2 separate regions of the Gossypium hirsutum genome follow, and region 1 is linked to region 2. The links are chromatin contacts, called in public Hi-C maps. All regions are on one chromosome and are shown on one strand. The core of a region is the stretch at or near the end of the contact, and the rest is flanking DNA. Distances in the headings are between cores, read along the strand shown. Region 1 has its middle 27 kb from the start of LOC107962183. Region 2 holds the start of LOC107962186.

The links. A called contact is a pair of places that touch in the nucleus more often than the background predicts.
Region 1: a Hi-C map of leaf shows a contact between it and region 2, with 2.0 times the contacts expected there. The contact joins the enhancer-like site here to the promoter of LOC107962186 in region 2. A contact is called at or near these places in 2 of 34 Hi-C or Micro-C datasets (callus and leaf).

The regions. Positions count from the first base shown.
Region 1 is chrA06:22,929,829-22,934,132 of Gossypium_hirsutum_v2.1, forward strand. No RefSeq gene overlaps it. Among protein-coding and RNA genes, the nearest start is that of LOC107962183, 27 kb to the right of the region's middle. Within about 2 kb of position 1,898, at least 2 of the 9 cell types and tissues checked have an H3K27ac peak or open chromatin away from gene starts, as enhancers often do. A contact at or near this core is called in leaf, where this site is marked.
Region 2 is chrA06:22,706,122-22,710,452 of Gossypium_hirsutum_v2.1, forward strand. LOC107962186 reads left to right here and starts at 2,078. Exons shown (of 3, transcript XM_016898484.2): 1 at 2,078-2,453; 2 at 2,918-3,434; 3 at 3,527-3,852. The coding sequence starts at 2,964. The coding sequence ends at 3,541. LOC107963155 (adrenodoxin-like protein 1, mitochondrial) reads right to left here and starts at 82. Exons shown (of 8, transcript XM_041115932.1): 1 at 1-82.

The DNA of each region.
Region 1 (4,304 bases), core at 648-3,147, 220 kb after region 2:
TCACAACAACACGACATCAATATCCTAACGAGAAGAATCGTCAAATCTTGACGATGCAGAGAATGACATTCTGACGAGGCAATATGCCACGTCACGACGTGGCGACGTATTCCCTACTAAACCGGATTTCTTCTCCAAGTTAAACTTTACTATCTTTTTCGAACTCTAATAAATCGAGAATATTCTAATCAGATTAGTCACGAATTTTAGTTGAATTCAACAACATAATTAAGAGAGTTTTTTGAGAATTTTGTGAAAATTTTGTAATTTTGAGTTTAGGTTTGTTTGTTCCTCCATCTTGTATTCCTCTTTTGGTAATTGTCGTTTTAGTAAAGCTTTTTTTGCTTGTGGTTTTTTATTCTCTTCGAAAGGGTTTTTTCACGTAAATATTTGTGTCCAATTTTCTCGTTTTTCGTTATTGTTGCATAATTTGAGTTTAACCCAAAATATTGTATAAAAATTCACAAGATGTTGCGAATTCAATAAATTTCATAAAATATAAATATCATTAGGTTTTTAAAATAATTTTCTTTTGATCATATGATATCACAGGCTAATTATTTTTTAAACAAATATATAAATTTTATTTTGTTTTCTAAATAATCTTTTTAAAATTCCCAAGGCCCCATGAACTTATATAATTTATAAAATATTTACAATTTATTTTCATGTTATGAGTTTGTATTGTGATGTCTTAATTAGCTTTGTGATGTAATTTTTCATTTTGTTTCATTGTGTGCTGGTGTGTTTCTCTCTCTGCAATTTATATATGTGTATTGATTCGTATTATTCACATTGATCGAGTTTATATTCTAACTCAATGATAATTTTAGGTTATCATCAGGGTGCTATTGAAATACTCAATAATTATTTATCATAAAAGAATATCATTTTCCATGAATGAAACAAGATATTTCTAAAGTTTTTTTATTACAAGTTTCCATTGAGTTCCCATTAGAATTTTTGTTTTAAAAATAAATTCGTTGAATTAATAATAAATTAATTTTTATGACAACATTTATTTTTAGATACTAAATTTAAATTTGTTATTTTAAAATTGAGAATAACACATTATTAAATGATACCATTTTTCTTAAAGAACTTTGTAAGGGTGCTAATACTTTTATCACACGCAATCGTACTCCCGAGCTCAATTTTTGCTTTGCAAACCAAAATTATTTTTTTAACTTAAAATTTTTATTAAAAGAATGTGTTCTTAGATAATCAATCACACATAATAATAAAAAATTAGTTTCCACTTCATATTTTTAAAAATTTTCTTGTAAAGGACTTATTACCACATTAATTATGCCCGATATAAATATGGTTAAGCAAATTAATTATCATCTTTGCAACATTGTGGATGTCACCTATTGTTTGATTAGCATTATCAATATTTGATTAATAACATTAGTTGGTGTGTAACTTTGTCTCCTTATATCCCTTTTCGATTTAAAACCTGTCAAACTAGATTAATTAAATTATGCTTTTAAGTTGACGTAATTTTTGTTACATTTGGATTTTCTTTTTACTTTTATTTTTAGGTTTTACTATTTAATTCTAGTTATTAATATTATTAATTTTTTTGTTAAATTTAATAGTGCGACATTTATAAATTAAGAAAAAACTTAATTAATAATCATGTAATATAAAATAATATTCTAATAAATTTGATGTTAACAGAAAAAATTTAATAATTTTACTTATTTTTTTACATTTGTAAATTAAATGAATTCAATTAGGAGGAAAAAAATTAAATTCTAAAAGTTTGAATAACATAGAGATATTTTAACTTATTAGAGTCCCCTGAACGGTTAAAATTTTGGGCCATTATATTAATGTTCTAAATTTCAATGACAATGTTTATGGGTTCAACATTTTTAAGGCCCAATTCAAGGCGTTGGTGCTTTTAGTAAACGTTAATTGCCTTCGATTTTCTGGAGCTTGCAAATGGACAGGCTCAGATCGAGCTTATTTCGGGCTCAGATTAGTTCAGATTTTGGATCTTTTGAACTTGAGTATTTTTTTATATGGATGTTTTTAATTCAGGCTTGGGTCGAGCTAGGTGGGCTATGACGAATTTAGATAATTTTAAATTTTTTAAGTTATAAATATTTTAATTTTGAATATAATAATTTATTTAACTTTTATATGATGACAACGTAATTCAAATTTGTCTTATAAAAAGTATAAATTATATATATTGTTATTTTCTATAAAATAATTAAAGTACTTATTATATGTAAAATTTATTATTCTATGATATTATAAAAATTAACGAAAATATCTTTTATTGTTTTTATTATATTTTTATTGACAATTAAATAACTTTTTATCTTGCTTATTAAATTTATAAACCTAATATTCATATTCTAAAATATTTATTCCAAAACCTCAAATATATTATACTAAGTCTGAACCCAAATAATATACTTATTATTACCCAAACTCAAAATAAAAATAATTATATCTCAAATCTCAAGTCCAAAATAAAAAGAAATTAAACTCAATACCTAAATACAATTTGTAAAAGTTAAAGCCCAATTCAAAATCTAATTTAAAATATAATATTTTATCTAGATATTAAATTTTTAATAATATTTTATGTATTATTAGTTATAATTATAAACATGTATTTTAATATACTAAACTACACAACCATTGATGCTATAATTTTTTATTATAATCTATAATATAATAATAGTTACTATATTAATACTTATCAAATATATTCTTTCATTAATATTATATCACATACTATAATAGTATAGTAATGCATAATATATTAATTATTATCGTATATTATTGTTTATCATATTGGTTGAATTATGTTTTAAGTCCCTATACTTTTCCTACATTTAAAAGTTAGCTCTCCTAATATATTCTATAATGTTATATCATAACATATAATATATAAATAGTTTATATATATGCATCATTGATTAAACACTATAATATCATATAGTACTATATTTTTTATTATATTTTATAATATAAAAGTAGTACATTATATATTAATTATTAACATATATTATTGTTTATTATTATACTGGTTGAAATATACTTTAAGCCTGTATATTTTTTATACACTTGAAAGTTAACCCTCCTATCATACTATATAATGTTATACCAATCATATAGTATATAATATATTAATAGTTTATATATATGCATCAATGATTGAACATTATAATATTATGTAATATCATATCTTTTTATTACAATCTATAATATAATAATAGTTATATGTAATAGTAGTACATATATATATATATTAAATATTATTGTTTATTGTTATACTAGTTGAAATATGCTTTAAGTCCCTATACTTTTCGTACATTTAAAAGTTAGCCCTCCAACCATATTATATAATGCTATATCATATTATATCATATCATATATTAATAGTTTATATATATGCATAAATGATTAAACATTATAATATAATATAAAACTATACCTTTTATTATAATCTATATTATAATAGTAGTACATTATATATTACTTATTATGTATTATTGTTTATTTTTATACTAGTTGAAATATGCTCTAAATCCCTATACTTTTCGTATATTTGAAAGTTAGCCTCCTATATCATTTCATATAATATATTAATACTTTATATATGCATCGATGGTTAAACATTATAATATCATGTAATATTATATTTTTTATTATAATCTATGCTATAATAGTTATATATGTATTAATATTTTTAGTAAGATTTATATATTATATTATATTATATTATATTATTAATAGTATATATTGTATTACTATTTTATGTATTAGTAATTTATTAATTTAGTATATCAATTTAAGGTTAAGTAGGTAATTGATTTTGATAATAGTTATATAATATAATATTATATTATCATTAAAGTTTAATTTTATAAATTTTAATAATTATTAATTTTATATATTTATTATACATATATAATTATAATATTAAAAATTATTTTATATTTTATATTTAATTAATGTTATTAAAAATTATTTCACTTTATAATTTAGCTTGAACATTATAATTAATTATTTTTCTTATTAATAAACTTTTAATATTAATATGCAATGGTTATGAATACATTTTCAAAAAAAATAAAGAATTATCATTTGTTTATATTTTAACTAATATCATAAAATTATATTAGATTATTAATGTTTATTATAGTTGTTCAGTTATAAAGTCGGGCTTTTTTAGCTTTGAGTTGGATTTATCTCGAGCTCAAGCCAGATCAATCTTAGGGTCGGGTCTGTTACGGACTTAGGTTTTATCGAACTCAGATTCTATCGGGTTCGAATCT
Region 2 (4,331 bases), core at 828-3,327:
AGTTTCTTTAGAATAATATGCGCCGTAGAGACTACCGGGTAGAAGATGAGAGATTGAACGACGCCGTTTGAAGGAACTTTGACACTAGGAAAAGGAAAATAAAATGTTATTGCAGTGGAGATGCGGGGGATCGAACGCTGTACCTCTCTCATGCAAGGCTAGCGCTCTACCATTTGAGCTACATCCCCTCGTGCTTACCATGTTCTAACTTCTTAATTAATACTTATTTTGAAAAAGTTAAATCAATTGAAATATAATATTTTCAATGATTTATTTCTTACATATTTGATAATACAAAATAAAAATAACTGAATAGAATTTTTCTGTGAAAAAGATAAGTAGATAATAGCTATTTATAATTTATTTTAATTTTTATTAAATTTTGATTTGGTTTAAAACAAAATGGAATATTTAAAAGTTAAGGATAAATGTAGAATATTTTTTATAACTTAAAATTTATATTTATCAAACAATCGAATTACATTCACTATTTAATTTTAAACAATATGTCAAAAAAATTATAATTTAAATTTAGTAATACTTAATTATTAAGTTATACATCACTCTATTTTCTTATATATCATACATCACCTTAGACATCATAATTAAACGTAAACTACATCTCAGGCCACATATCTATGCTAATTTTTTTTTCTATTTTTTTTATCTAATCATAAAAATTATAAAATAATTAATCAATTAATAGTATAAATTTTGTAACGGAAAGATGATTTGGCTATTTTAAAATAAGCATATTATAGTTTATAAATAATATATATATATATATATATATATATATACTTGGACGGTGTAAGTAAAGTTGTTTTCTAAAGGAAAATGATTGTTGATGTCGCTTATTCTAAAATAAATAAAGGTATAATTATTTATTGGCCCTTTAATTTTATAAAAAAATTATTTTAACCTTTTATTTAATTTTTAAGCTTCTTTTACTTATAAACTTGTGTTTTTTTGTCAAATTATATTAAAATGAATGAAAAATTAACATTATTTAACTTTGCTGACGTGAAATACACATAGACGACATATCAATATTTAATTAATTTTTTAAAAATTTAAAAATTATATAAAAATATTTTTAAAATTAAAAATCATTAAAATTATTTAAAATATTATTTTTAATATATATTTTTTAAAATTTTAAAATTAATTAAATTCTTTTGTGTCATTTATGTGGTAATTTACTTGTATTTCACGTCAGTAAAATTAATTTTTTATCTGTTTTAGAGCTATTTGATAAAAAATATAAATTTTAAGACTAAAAAAGATAAAAAAATTAAATTGAGGACTAAAATAAAATTTTTATAAGTTAAAAGGTAAAAAAATTATTATACTTAAAATTAAAAAATAAAATAAAATAGGGGGCTGCACGTGCACACAAAGTTAGAAAAGCAAAGAATCGAAAGCGATGTGTGGTCCAATTACGGTGACACGTCATCTAAAGTTGAGTTGATCTATTCAAGTACGTTTTCATTTTTTTTCTTTCCCATCGATCTCCTCCTCACTCCACCACACAAATAATAGTTTTTTAAAAATATCACTTATTATTATTATTATTATTATAAGATAAAAATTACAAGTAACTATACATTACTCTATCTTTTTTTAAAATTATCCTTAAATATCCTCGCCATATTTGAATGATTTAAAAATTATTAAATCCAAATAAGTAAAAAATCAGACTTATTTAGAAAATAAATCTAATTTTATCATTTTATTAAATCTTCATTAAATTCGAAATTAATTTATACAGATACCTCAATGAGGGTAAAATTCTCAATAACTATTTTCTTATCTATAAAATTGAAACTCAAGTCTTCATTTATATTGACCTGTGGTTAAAATTTTTATTAAATAATTATTTGAAAAGTGTTAAAATTCTATCACCTTATCTTTACTTTTAATATTGTATAAAAAATAAATTTAAATTTTAAATTTTAATTAAAAGGATAAGGAACTTCTTATCACTCGATTTACAATTATCAGAATTTACTTTTTTTTTAAATAATTTTTTCTCAAAATTATCATGTATATTAATCAAACTTTATAAAAAAATAAAAATAATGTAAGGTATTTAATTAATTAAATTAATAAGAGAATAGAGCTTTAAAATCTATGGAAATGGAAACCGATGCAAGTAGCAGCTAAAAGAAAGAGATAGAAGAACCAAAAAAACAAAAAACACCATCCTCCGACAGTCACCTTACCCAAAGCAAATGTTGATACGACAGTCAATGAAACAGCAAAACGCTTGGAAATAGTTTAAAACCAGAACAAGAAGAACTACCAACTCTGATTTCTCTAACGATTATTTTTGTCTTTTTTGTTGTTTTCTTTTTCTTTTTTTTTTTTCCTTTTGAATCACTTTCCATACTCCTTTCAAATGGCTTTTCTTCTTCGGGTTCTCTGCTAACTCCCACCATATTTGCATTCAGGTAAGAAAATTTCCTTTTTGGTTCAATTTTCAGATTTTTTTTTCCGAGTAATAAAACTTGGGGTATGTTGATCTAACAGGGAAAAGAAAAACTAATTTAGCTGAAAGAGACCATTTTGTGTTGATGTATCATTGCTGACAATGTTTTAAGGTTTCAATCTACAAATTTGGCTAGCTTTAATTTTGCAGATCTCAATGTTAAAACGAAGCTTGTGGTTATATAAACAAAATTTTGTTATCTGAGTGCAGGTGCAGGCTTAAAACAAAACCTAAAAAGTCTTTTACTTCCATTCTTTGTTATGCTCTTGATTATGTTATTTCTTAGCTTACTTTCACATTATGGAAGTGGATGGAATTCTATTTCTTTGATCTAGTTGAAGGAAACAATAGTGTGTTTGAATTGTTCATCTTGTTTGTTCTAAAGGTATTTGATTCATTGGTTTAATCATGGACATGTAATGGAAGATCCCAATCTTGGATTTCATCGCACTACTACACAGAAGATTCAATCATGGATGATCAAGGTGGTAGCAAGTCGACCGGGATCCGGCAGATTGTTAGACTAAAAGAAATCCTTCAGAAGTGGCAAACCATCACGTTATGTACGATGCCGAGTACGGATACCCCACATTCAGAAGAAAACCATGGAGTTTTCTGCCCACCAATCAACCAAAGGCTCAAAAACATTATGTCTTTTGATTCTGATGAGGACAGTTGCCACGGTTCCGAACCGCCGCCCGATGTCCCTAAGGGATATTTAGCAGTTTACGTCGGACCAGAGCTTCGAAGGTTTATCATCCCGACAAGCTACCTCAGCCATCCTGTCTTCACTATTCTGCTGGAGAAGGCTGAGGAGGAATTCGGGTACGATCACAACGGTGGACTTACGCTCCCTTGTGAGATCGAGACCTTCAAGTATCTCCTCAAGTGCATAGAGAACCACCCAAACAATCACCCAGTTGGCAGCTCAGTTTCTGAACAGGTCTTTCATTTGAGTTTAAGCTAAAGCATTTACTCTGCTTTGCTATTCCACATGCTTAAGTGACAAGTTACATAGTTTGTTCTGATTTGCAGCTGGAGATTCATTAAATACTGGTCATGGACTTTTGGGGTTGAAGCAATTTCACTTTGTAAGCAATTTTTTTTTTCTCTTTTGTTAATTGATGAACAATACTAAAGTTTTAGGAAGAAAATTGTTCAGGTGTCTAAGAGGGGGGAATGTAACCTCTCTGTCCGTATCGGAATGTGACTGTTATCTTACGTTTGGTCAGTAATGAGATACTTCCGTCGATGCCGAGATGGGTAGATGCTTCTATGACTTTAGCAGGCAGTATTGTGGTTGTATGTATTCACTGTTTTGTCTCCAAATGTTGGATTCTAAAATGATGTTGTGGGTTTAATTTCTGGCAAAATTGAATGTTTGGAACCTTTGGTGGAGGAAGCACATGCTATGGTAAAATTTGGTTGCATGAATAATGTTGGGGTGCAATGCAATGCAAGTGATTTTTAATATAAAACATTGAAATATCATGTGGGGATTGGATAGTATGCCCCAACCAGATCTTAGCATTGAGCTGTCCCATTTCTGCCAAGTTATTACACTTATACAATCTGGTATTATAAGCTCATATGATTATTTATTTATTCATATTTTATAATGAATCCTAAAACTGCACATGATCCAAAAGATTGCCACCCCAATGCTCAATGGAAAAGATGCTTACAATTTGTGTTTCTTTTATTTCACTGCAATAAATAGAATAGTTATCATGTTTACCAGTTAATTTTATCCTCTCTAATCCATTAGTTGCTCTTGTATTTTATAATATTGTTATTATATAAATAACATTTATAAATTTTTAATAATTACAATTATAAA